Linked DNA regions of Mus musculus: regions 1, 2 and 4 are each linked to region 3. Evidence: chromatin contacts called from public Hi-C and promoter capture Hi-C data. All regions are on one chromosome and are shown on one strand. Each heading gives the region's core, a stretch centred on a gene start, on an enhancer-like site or on the middle of the called end of the contact. The rest is flanking DNA. Distances are from core to core; before and after follow the strand shown.

The links. Promoter capture Hi-C pulls out the DNA fragments that hold promoters and counts their contacts. Hi-C and Micro-C count contacts between places; a contact is called where the count stands out from the background.
Region 1: a promoter capture Hi-C map of pre-B cells shows a contact between it and region 3. The contact joins the promoter of Wwp1 here to the promoter of Nbn in region 3. A contact is called at or near these places in 3 of 39 promoter capture datasets (cranial neural crest, maxillary cranial neural crest and pre-B cells) and 1 of 484 Hi-C or Micro-C datasets (CD4 T cells).
Region 2: a promoter capture Hi-C map of pre-B cells shows a contact between it and region 3. The contact joins the promoter of Cpne3 here to the promoter of Nbn in region 3. A contact is called at or near these places in 4 of 39 promoter capture datasets (the C10 cell line, cranial neural crest, maxillary cranial neural crest and 1 more) and 1 of 484 Hi-C or Micro-C datasets (the G1E-ER4 cell line).
Region 4: a Hi-C map of rod photoreceptor shows a contact between it and region 3, with 5 times the contacts expected there. The contact joins the promoter of 4930598A11Rik here to the promoter of Nbn in region 3. A contact is called at or near these places in 1 of 39 promoter capture datasets (pre-B cells) and 1 of 484 Hi-C or Micro-C datasets (rod photoreceptor).

Annotation. Positions count from the first base shown.
Region 1 is chr4:19,707,443-19,710,409 of GRCm38.p6, forward strand. Wwp1 (WW domain containing E3 ubiquitin protein ligase 1) reads right to left here and starts at 1,562. Exons shown (of 25, transcript NM_177327.5): 1 at 1,397-1,562.
Region 2 is chr4:19,568,311-19,571,409 of GRCm38.p6, forward strand. It overlaps Cpne3 (copine III), which reads right to left and starts at 1,798. Exons shown (of 16, transcript NM_027769.3): 1 at 1,691-1,798.
Region 3 is chr4:15,956,527-15,959,297 of GRCm38.p6, forward strand. It overlaps Nbn (nibrin), which reads left to right and starts at 1,441. Exons shown (of 16, transcript NM_013752.3): 1 at 1,441-1,584. The coding sequence starts at 1,548.
Region 4 is chr4:20,040,187-20,043,225 of GRCm38.p6, forward strand. 4930598A11Rik (a long non-coding RNA gene) reads right to left here and starts at 1,718. Exons shown (of 2, transcript XR_881147.2): 1 at 1,042-1,718. Ggh (gamma-glutamyl hydrolase) reads left to right here and starts at 1,866. Exons shown (of 9, transcript NM_010281.2): 1 at 1,866-2,096. The coding sequence starts at 1,988.

The DNA.
Region 1 (2,967 bases), core at 312-2,811, 3.8 Mb after region 3:
CATTTATTCACAGGGACATAAAAGGAGCATCGGTATATAACCCAACACACATACCTCCTCCATAGCCTGCAAAGACAGAAGCTGCTAACCATTTGATCTACATATACCTCCAAATACCTCACTGTCATGCAGTTGATGCTTAATAATTGTGCAAGGATGTAACAGAAATTTCAGCCAACTCAAGAGATTACCATCTCTTTGAAGGCAAGAGACCTGATCAGCCATGCCCTGGGTTTCAAAAGTACAGTGTCTTAAAAGCAGCTCTACATTTTACGTGAAGAATTATTTGGAAATGTTAATAATCTATGTCTCAAAGAGCTAAGTCACATTTCTCAAGCATCTCAATTTCAACAGCTCCAACACTTGGACATTATCTTTGAATTTAAAATGTTAACTAGTTATTTAAAAAATGGTAATTTTCAGTCAGCTTAAGCACATAGTTTTATGGCTCAAGGAAGTTAGATAAATGAAAGAATGTCTTTTTTAAAAGGAGAGTTTTACTAGCAGTTACATACAGACTTGGTGAGACATGTTAAGTGGATTTATACATAAGCAAAAACTCTTACAGAAACCTACAGACAACTGTGAACAGGGTATTTCATCAGGGGTAAAAAAAACACCAAATGGGGAGTGGGAAGGTAACTCTGGCATTTTTTTCCATAACTCTAAGTAGCGGCATTTTAGGGGGAGGAATTCAATTTTATGCACACAAAAAGATGAAACATTAACAGGGAAAACACAGACATTTGTGAAATATTTTATGGTGGACGAGTAAAATATTTCAAAAGCATAATAGATACACCTTCTTTTTGGTAATAATGAAGAGGAATCGCTTAGAGCAAAAGAACTTACAACTCCAAACCGATGAGTAGAAAGCCATACAGCCCTAAGCCACAAACTGATCATTTAAGGACTGTAAAGGCTAAAGGCGACGGGCAAAGTACCAAATCCTAACAATACTACATTTTAAAAGAAGATTTAAAGGAAAAGGACCCAAATCACGAGATGAGGATTAGAAAATTTTGCAAGGTCACTTGAACCTACCAGGTCACCAAAGGTGGAGATTAAGATTGTTGGTGAGAGGAGGTGCGGAGTCAGTGAAAAAAAAAAAAAAGCTGAATGCTAAAAACGTGTCAGAAAAGGACGTTCTGAGGCTGGCGTCCCGGCTCGCGCCGGTGGGATCCGGGTGAAAGTCAGGGCAGCAGTTCTGAGGCGGGGAAGCTGGGACGCCAGCAAGCCGCCGGTCAGGAGGCTGAGCACTGCAGTCACCGAGCCACTTCGCCGGGCTCCGGTGTCACCCGCACAGGCCGGTGCCAGGGCCAGCTCGGGGCAAGCCCGGCGACCCCACCCCGGCGAACTCCGGCCCGGCCGCCCTCCAGAGCCCCGCTGTACTTACCCGCGCAAAGCTGCGGCTCCCGGGGCCCGCAGCCACCGCGGCGGCGCCTCCTCAGCCCTCCGCGCCCAAGATCGCCATCTCGCAGCAGGCGTCGGCCGGGCAGCTCAGGCCGCCCGCAGCCACTCGGATCCCGCACGCCAAGCGCGCCGACACCCGGCCCTCCCCCCACCCACCCCGGCCTACACCTCCCTTCCTCGGGAGCGCGCAGCGTGCTCGCGACTCCGCTGCCGCTGCCGCGCACGGGCGCGCCTCCCCGCCGGGGCCGCTCTGAGCCTCTGGTCCAGACCGGGAATCCAGCTGCCCTCGAGCATGCGCAGCGAGCGCGCGCCCAGCCCGCCTAGGGGCCACTCCGCTCCTCCGGGTCTTCCAGGCGGTCAGGCGGAGAGGCACGCCAACCAATAAGGGAGAGGAGGTGGAGCCAGAGCCGGAAAGGGGGCGGGGCAGCCGCCGGGAAGCCGGTGGTGACTTGTGAACAGCAGCTACCTGGTCTGTTCAGTCAGCTGCAGAGCTTCCTGCATAACCTCAGGGAAGACCCTCCAGGCACGTCCGTGCTTTCGCAGCCAAAGTAGGCTGCGAAGGAAAACCCCTTGACCTCGCTTTAATATTTGATTTAGGGTCCATTAGTAATGGTAGTCACACGAGACCATTGTGTTGGTAATGAAATTGTTCCTTTCTCTTGGCACCACAGTGGCCCAGGGACAAAGCTACTACTGATTGAGCAAGTGCATATATCCCTTTTCGTACAGTTAATGGACACAGTAATTCTGAAAGGTAGCTGTCTCTTGACTCTTTGACACAATGAGTCAACTGGTTTAGAAAAGAGCTGTTGGTAATTTACATTGCGAGAAAGGTCACACTGCAGTGTAATGACCACATTACTCACCATATGGCCCGCCATTCTACTTCAGAGAAAGAACAAAAGTTCTTCCAGAATAAATAGTACATTTAGCCAAACACCTCAGCTAGACCTCACAAATTAATTTAAACCCACCCCAGAGCCGACTAGTTCTCTTGTCAGAAAAGTTCACGAATCCTGGCTTCTTGTTGCCTGTGACACCTTTAACTTCACTACTCCATAGGTAACAAGTTCTCAGCCTAATCACCTTGTAACATTTCTGTTCTAAATATCTTGTTAACATTAAACCACCTTTCTGATTCACTCCGTTGTTGCTGCAACTTTTGAAGAAGAGAAAAAAGTAGTCTACCAAGAAGAACACTAAGGCTCCATGAGTATTTGTAGGACTCAGTAAATACCACTTGAATGAACAAACGTTCATTCTTTTCCACTCTGGTCCATTAGTTACTAGCCCCTAATTTTACATATAAGTTAGGGGCATATGCCTATGGTGCACAAAAATCTCTCAAAAATGTACATGACAATTTTACTTTTCTTCAACCTATTCCTCTTGCTGTGATAAATGACTGGTCCAAAACAACTTAAGGGAAATGGAGTTTACGCTGGCTCATACCTAGTGACCGGAGCTTGAAGCAGCTGGTCACAATAAACCAGAAGTGAGGAAATAGAGTGAGAGGCATGCTTATCATGCCTTTGTTGCATATAGCCCATGGAA
Region 2 (3,099 bases), core at 548-3,047, 3.6 Mb after region 3:
GTTTGTTTGTTTTTGGTTTCCAACAGAGTTTCTGTATATAGCACTAGTTGTCCTGGAATTCCCTCTACATATCAGATTGGCCTCAAACTTAGAGACCTACCTGACCCTGCCTCCTGAGTGCTGGAATTAAGGCTTTATTTTATAGATCACTGTTTATAAATGTTCAAGTAAAATTAAAAGAGATGTCCAATTATCAACATGCCTTTGGAGGCAATGAATAATTTTGCTCCCCCAATTCTAGACGTCAGCTTTAGGGGATAGATCAGAGAAGAGATTCTGAAAGACAGTACTTCCTTCCCTTCCTGTGCCAGGCGTGTTTTAATCTAAAAACCAGAAATTCAGTTTTGTCTCATTAAGAGAGCTTCTGCATGGTCCAATCTTGGAGATGAGGCACTAGATTTTCAGGCTCGAGTGGGGTGCATTTTTCAACTCATCAGCCAAAAGGGGCCGCCTTTTAAAAAATATTCTCAAAACAGAGGGGGCAGGGTGAGGGGGAGTGTTGAAAAGCAGATAGATTCTGAGAATCCACTGTTGTCACTACAACTACCATCATCATTTATCTTATCGTTATTTATGTATCAGACACTTCGATGAGTGATCTACAAACATTTTATTTAGCCCTCACCACTCTGACACATCAGTGCTATATCCATTTTACAAATGTAGAAACACACCATAAAGGGTTGGGCATCCCACCCAAAGGTTAGACAGATAACAAAACCTCAGAACATACTTGAAACTAGACAGATAGTCACTGCCTTTCTTGTGAAATAAGATTCACTTACTTTTGTAAATCGTAAAGTATTAAAAAAAAAGTACAGACCACAATCGAAACCTAATGCTACCACTTTCAGAGGTGCCAAGTTTCATAAATTAATTCCAGTTTCCTGAGGAGTGAAAAAGATAATAGTCGCATTTATGCTTGTTGTGAGCTAACTATATATAAAAATGGTCTTAACACAGAGGTTGTGGGTCACTGCAAACCACTGGTTATTTTAATCCTACTTCACCCTCTGATTATTGGCGGCCACAAACACAACAGAAAGAAACAAAAGCTGATCGCAGTCAAGTGCATTAGCGCCAACACTAACGGTCACTATGCTCTCAAGTTTCTGACTGCAAAACAAGTAAGTGGCACTGCCCTTCCTTCGCGTCGCGTGTGCAGTGAGCCCAAAGCCCTGGACACAGGTGCAGGAGCTTGCTAGGACTTCACCCAGGCCCAGCTTTGCACCGAATTCAGTAGCACCTTTTCCCTCAGCACGCAGCCTTTCCTCCACCGTTCCCCCACACGACCGGTTCGTCTGGTTCACCAATCTTTCCCCGCTGAGCGGGACCGAGATTTCGGGGCTGTAACCCTTCGCCCCACCCTGCCCTTCCACTCGAGGCCCGCGGATCCCCGGCAGGGTTCTTCAGGTGCGCGAGCCGCAGGCCCAGGAGGCGCTCGCGGCCCCCAGGCTGACCCCCAGCCCCGGACTTCCACGGGCCGCGGACCCAGCACGCGACACTCGGGAGTCCCCAGAGTGGGCACCGGAAACCCACGGAGCACTTCCAGCGCCCGGGGCCCGGAGGGACGGGCCATGGAAGCCTGAGGGCCCTAAGTCTTCCCGCCCGGGACCGGCCCGCTTCCCGGGAGGCTGCAGGCTTGGGCTGGGACACACGGCTCCGGAGCTGGGAAAAGTCACGCACTCACGTGCTATATCGCCGCAGAAGTCGAGTGAGGGTGGAGAGCCAGCGAGGAGCACCGCAAGGCGGCAGGACCGCAGGGGCTTTACTGGAACCTGAGGGCTGGACCGCGGAGGGGCGGGGCTCGTGGGCGGAGTCCCGGAGCGGAGGGGCGAGGGCGGAGCTTGTGGGCGGGACCAAGGTGAAGTTTTGCTTTTGATAGGGAGCTTGCTGCCCAACCCATTTCAACCCATTTTCACTCCCAGTTTTCTTTGCTGCGCCTCAACCCGCTGACCTTTTAAAGAATTCTTACAAAACCCGTAATTGACTTTAGGCAGTAAAATATCTGATCTGGTCTGGGGGGGAGGGGGGGGGGGCTCGGAAGTGAAGAGCACTTGTTGCTCTTGCAGAGTTCCCGGTTTGTAGCTCACAAACATCTAGCACATTCCAGAGGATCTGGCATTCTCTTCTGATCTCCCCAAGGCAGCAGGCAGGTGTGTGTGTATGTGTGTGTGTGTGTGTGTGTGTGTGTGTGTGTGTGTGTGTACAAACATGCAAGCAAAACATTCATACATGCAAAGCAAAACAAATAAACCTTAAAAAAATAAAGAAAGAAAACAGATCTGGACAAGGAAATAGTGTGAAATGCCAGCTCTTAAGCATCCTTCTGTAGAGCGTACACCTTCCCAGAGTAATTTTACATGCTTATTTTATTTAATATATATTTATTTTATTTGGTCGTCACAAAAGCTTTGTTATGTGTTTAGCGCCACGTGCCTTTTCATAAGAATGGTGCAAGAAAATACTGTGAAATGTGGTAGGTAAACAGTTGTTCAATTTGCCTAAAGTCATCAGATTATGCTAATCTCAAAATGCCTATGGTGATGGGTACTCAAAGTCACATCCTTCTATTGAATGAAAATTTAAAATATCTGCTGGAAAAAAATGGGATAAAAATCAACAAAGACAAACGAACAGTATTACAAAAGTTACTTCACTTACATTGGTGAGGGGAAAAAGGCGGGGGGGGGGGGGGACACTCAATAGAAAGGACTAAAGAATGGAATGTGATATGTAAGCTTCCAGAGGAGAAAGGTCATCTCAGTCTTACCCAGCAGTGAACCCTAGAGCGCCAGTGATGAGCAGCCTGGAAAGACATGCCCTTTGTGCAATAGTGGCAGGAATATCATGGAAATAACTCACCACTTTCTGATTGGATTTAAGTTCCACTCCACTCCACAAAATGAAATCCATACCTGGCACTATTATCGAGGCAAAAACAACAGCTAGGCAGGTCACAGACCCAGGGGAGAATCTACTATAAATATTCTGCTCAATGGACAGAGTATCAAGTCAGCTCCTAATGGCTTTTCGTTAAACTCATAGATTAATGCACCTCTCCGCTCTCATCAGAGCAGCTTCTGTTTGCAGCCGTGG
Region 3 (2,771 bases), core at 191-2,690:
CCAACAAAACAAAACAACAGCAAGCTTAATTTTCAAGCTCAGCTCTCTATGTTGCATATAAAGGAAGAGGTCCCTTAGCGTAAATGGTTGATTGTCCACTAAGTGTTAGATTCTATGTGTTTCCAGATTCTAGCAAACACAGACCAAAAATACTATTTTAAAAGTATTTCTGCAGAACATGTATAGATTATTTTTCTTTAAACAATAGAACCAGACAACTGTTTAAATATCACTTACATTTTCCTATATATCACATGTAATCTAACAGTTAATTACAACTATGTGGGAAGATTTCTGTGCTGACAATCAAAACAATGATGCATTCATGCTCTGTAAGAGCTCATCTACTCTGCTTGTAGCTGTTTCAGCTCCATACTTTAGCTTCCCAGATCCTTTGATGTCTCTTGCTGTGTTTCTGTAACTCTATTGCAGTCATTCTTTTTTTTTTTTTTGGATAGGATTTCTCTGTGTAGACCAGGGTGGCCTTGAACTCAGAGACTCACCTGCCTCTGCCTTCCGAATGCTGGGATTAAAGGTGTGCATCACCACACCCAGAAGTTGAAGTCATTCTTTAATGGACACACACCCTTAATGTATGATTTATTAATATTACAACTGGATTAAAAAACCCATTTGTCAGTGCTGGAGAAATGGCTCAGTGGTGAAGAGCATTAACTGCTCTTCTAAAGGTCCTGAGTTCAATTCCCAGCAACCACATGGCGGCTCACAACCATCTGTAATGGGATTCGATGCCCTCTTCTGGTGTGGCTGAAGACAGCTACAGTGTACTCATATACATAAAATAAATACATAATTAAAAGTGGGGGGAGATGGATGGCTCAGCGGTTAAGAGCACTGACAGCTCTTCCAGAGGTCATGAGTTCAAATCCCAGCAACCACATGGTGGCTCATAACCATCTGTTATGTCCTCTTCTTAAGTGTCTGAAGACAGCTACAGTGTACTTACATATAATAAATAAATAAATCTTTAAAAAAAAACTGTTTGCCAGTGGTCAACTATTAAGGGAAATTGGGACTACTTGGCAAAAAGCTTGTGGACTTATTGTTATTCAGTAAATCCTGACATTGTATAAAGATGTAAACATGGTTCTGGTATAATACACTCAGGATACAGTGGAAAAGATTAAACATATTTTGACATGAAATCTTCATCTTGACTGATACTACACATGATGTAACTTTTGAAAATACAGAAAATAATACACTCAACAGCACTTTGATACATCTAGTTTAAAATCCACATTACTTCCGAGCTTTTTAAACATCACAGTTCATTGATTAAAGCGTCCAGTTCGGTCCATCACATTCCTGCCAGGACGCTTTCCGCGCTGCACTGCTGCATCTTCAGCACTAGGTGGCGCCCCCGTCAGCGGCGCGCTCTGGCCGGTTCCCGCCTTTCCGAAGAACTTGTCAGAGTCCTGGGAACGCGCACGTCCCGGAGCCCGCGCCGGTGCAGCCCGGTGACCGCGCAGGCTGGGCAGCTGCGGTTGGCGTCGCACGTCGCGGGGTTCTGAGACGCCGGCCCCATGTGGAAGCTGCTCCCGGCCGCCGGTGCGGCTCCAGGTAGGCGCGTTAAGGAGGCGGCGGGGAGTTCTTTCCCGGGAGCGGCCGCGGGGCGGTGGGGGCTGGGAAGCAGTAGAGCGCGCCTGCGCTTCCGGTCCGTCCTTCTCGCCTTCCGGCGGACGCCTAGGCGGCCGGGGCTGACTGGACACGGAAGCTGGGTGGTGGGAACCGGGATGGCAGCCCACCGTACTTCGGGCGTTGGGGTGTGCGTGCCCAGGTTAGACCGGCTCCAGCTAGGCTGCGAACCGAGGGGAAGAACCACGCGGAGTTGCCCAGGCGCCCAGCCAAGGCTGGGGACGCACGCAGACCGGAGCGTAGTTAGGAGAAATCACGCGACACCACGGGGCCGCTTTAAAGTTTTCAGAATTTCCCCTCGGGGAAGAGTCCTCCGCCCACACATTTTTTTACGCAGTGAAAGTTATCACGTGTTAAGTGGTTGTCTCCTTATTTAGTCACTGGTGATGGGAGATTATGCACTTGCCTGCGACTCTATCTTGTTTGCGGGGAACTTTAAGAAGATGCAGTTTACTAACAGTATAAGGGGAAGGATAAAGTCTGAAAGATTATCTATGTGGGTTGGGGCACTGCAAGGATAGAACGCAACTTAGAGGACTCTGAATAATTAGCCTTGAGCCTAGCTAAGTCTATGAGTGTCTGTAAAATAGAAATTTTCTAGAGGTGGTGGCGCAGGCATCCCAGCACTTGGGAGGTGGAGGAAGGAGGATCCGGAGTTAAAAGTTATCAACTACCTAAGTTTGAAGCCTGCGAGCTACATGAGCGCCTCTCATGTGCTTTTAGGCTGTAGTTCAGTACTCACCTGGGTAGCACTTTATTAACATGATAGCAGAATAAAATATGCTTCTAGAACCAATATCAGAGATGCATTTCGGAATCAGACGCTAAGGGATTAGTTTTCAAGTAAGGTGGTTACAGTAGAAACTCACAGAATATTTATGTATCTACCTTGAAACCGTTCAAGTTCCTCTCTGCTAAACTGAGTGTGATAGTTCCTGCCTGTAATCCCAGCTCCTGAGAAGCCGAGGCTGGTGGACGTTGAGTTTGAGGACAGCTTAGTTAGGCAGCGTAGTGAGACTTCCTCTCAAAAATGAAATAAAGCAAACAGAAATCTCATTGACAGTACTTAACTCAAACGGTTCAGAAGGATGCCAGGGATCTGCTGGACTCTT
Region 4 (3,039 bases), core at 468-2,967, 4.1 Mb after region 3:
CCTCAACATAGAATAGTTGCTTGATTTTCTGTCCCAGGGAGAGAGGTACAAGGTGCATGGTCTGATGTCTTTAGGCTGGGGGATCAGGCTTCTTAGGTCTCTGTTCTAACAGGCACTAGCATCTTGGCCTCTGTTTATAGCCTCATAGCCAATGCCATCATGTATGGGAGTGGAAGGGTAAGAGAGTTCATATGATACAAAAGGAAGCAAGAGAACCAACAGGGGCATGTGTCGTTCCACGTACAACAACCCCCTTTTAAGGAAAGTATGCACTCCCGTCAGACTTGACCCATATCTGTGAGATAGCAGCAATCTATTTATGAGGGTGGAGTCCCCATGACCTAGTTTAGTAAGATCATGTAGTAGACACATATTTATACCTTGAGAAGTAGTAGATTACAGAATACGTGACTTTCCACCTCTAGCAGAAATTACCTAATAGCTTCCTAAAACAGTTAAAAATAATTGATAAGCTATCAGAACTATTAAAATTTAACATGGCCAAACCCATTCGTTTTTCATTAATACTTGATTTTTTAAATGTTTTATGATGTTCATAAAACTTGATATCTTATGAAAACATCTGACCATCAAAGTTATGAATGGATACACATATAATTTATATTTTCATACCAAAGTCTAGTATTTCCCCTTTCCCCTTTGTATCTTTTCTCTATCTGGATTTTATTTTTGTGAATAATAGCAGATAATTTTCCTCCTTTGTGGATAGATGCTGCTCCAGAGGCATGGATGCATATTTGCAATAGATCCTTATCAACTCAGGCTCAATCCTGCTTTGCATTTTCTCAATATCTTTCGACACTCCAGTCTACAATAGTCTTGCTAAACTAAACAATGTATTGCATTTCTTGATGAATGCCAGAACCTTGTCACTAGTTTTCCACAAGTCACATTGTATGTTTTTCCCCCTAAATTGTATACCTCTTACACAAATAACACCATTCAAAATACCGTTTCATCTTCAACAGATTTTCTATTTTAACCTGGAGTTTAGTTGAACCTTGATAGGAAGAAACTTACCTTGTGCTGCTGGCTATGAGTGCATGCATTTGAACATTCAAAATATATTAGTCAACCTGAGTTTTTAACTGCTTAGCTTTGCTCTTATCATTTTATAAGATACTAGTGGTTTTCTGGGGTTGCTGGTAACAGCGAAGTTAATCAAGCACTTTGTATCGAGTGTGGCCTGGTATTGTTTTTTGGGGGGCTAGGTGGCAAGAATCAGCCCCTTCCCTTGACAGGGTTCTAAAGGAAAGGGAGACACAAGTACTCTAAGTACTCTGTGCTTTTTACTTCCTCCAGACATCCTTGTGCCCAAATAAATATGTTATCAGTGGTTTTTCGGAAGTGAACCCCTGTCCTAACATCGAATGCTGTCAGGATATCAAAGCCAGAAAACCTATGCGTTTATGCAGCATAGTTCTCTGGTAACTTCTAGAACCTTGCGGGCCTTGCTGCTTGGTTACCGCACAGAGCCAGGTGGGACCCGAGCTCGCCATCAGGTCCCGGGGTGGTCGTATCCACTTGGTGTAGGTGACCTCGCCAGGCCACATAAGAGTTCACAGGGAGCATTCAGAGGTCTCCACAGCTGCCTTCGCGCGCGTGCCACTCGCTGGGCCGCGGGATGCGAGTTGCAGGTCGCGCGTTGGGCGATGGACAAGCTTGGAGCACGCTCCCAGAGCCTTCTGTCCCCGGCCCGCCCCCGGCCCGCCTCGGCCCGCCCCCGGCCCGCCTCGGCCCGCCCCCCGGCCCGCCCCCCGGCCCCGCCCCCGCCCGGCCCGCCCAGCTCCGCACCGCAAGCACCCGGACTGCACTTCCCAGAGGCCTGAGCGGCGCGGCCTTGCGCGCCCTCGAGCTTGGCACCGCCCAGGCCGCGAGACCGCGCCCCAACCTGGCCGCCGGGCGCGCGCCTGGCTGAAGAACCTTTTTAAGTGGGGGCGGAGGCCGGATTGCGATTGCGATCGCGATGGCGAACCTGGGCTACCTGCTGTGCTTGTTGGGTTTGCTACTATGCGGGCTTTCAAGTCCCGGGATGTCCAGACCCTACAACCATGGCTCCGAGAGGCCCATCATCGGTAAGGAGGCTTGGGGCAGGTGTTGCGGACCGGTAGTCTGCGAGGCGCTCTGTTTCTCAGCGGTGCAGACCCCGCGGCGCGCTTCTCATCAATGGGACCTTATGCTGATGTCCTTCTAGAGACCTCTGCATCTGGAGGATCGGGATCCCAATGAAGGCTCAGCTCTTCGCTACTACTTGGCACCCAAAGCAGCTAGAGGCGGTCCCGTAACTTTTAGGAACCACAGTTGAGGCAAACCCAGGATTTGAGGTTTCCGTGCGGGAAAAGAATTTTAAGGACAGTCAGTGTGAACCAAGCTAGGATGTATCAGAAGTAGGAAGAGAAGAGCTCAAGTTAAGAAGGAAGCAGAGGAGAAATCGTGCTGTGGGTTTCTCAGAGAAGACTCCACCTCGGCTGACCTAGTGCTCAATTTCGTAGTTCAAGAAGTTTCCAGAGGATCTCACTCTTTATTCCTGTTCTCGTAGTCCATAATGATAATTAAGATTATAGGACGGCTGCAGAGGTGCCTTGAATAAGATAAGAGCAAGGAGCTACTAGTGTTGCACAAGGGGTTAGTATGTGTCTTTTACTGTACATGAAGTTTCCAGTGAAATATCAGAGGAAATAACAGAGAAGGGAGAAAGACCTTAAAAATGTTAGTTTACTCTTGAGTGTTAACTGGTGAGAGGATTTAGTCAGATTTCAGGGTGATGGGTGCTTTTCCTGACCTGTGTTTCCACCATTTTCCCTGCCTTTCCAATCCCAGAAATTCTGCACACAGGTAAAACTTACGTTTCTTTGCTCCAGGACATACATGAAGATACAACACACACACACACACACACACACACACACACACATACACACACACATGAAATAGGTAAGAAACTAAAGTGTGTCCTGGACTTGGACTTTGCCATTTTTAGCATCAAGTATCAACATCGACTTTGAGGATTTGAATATT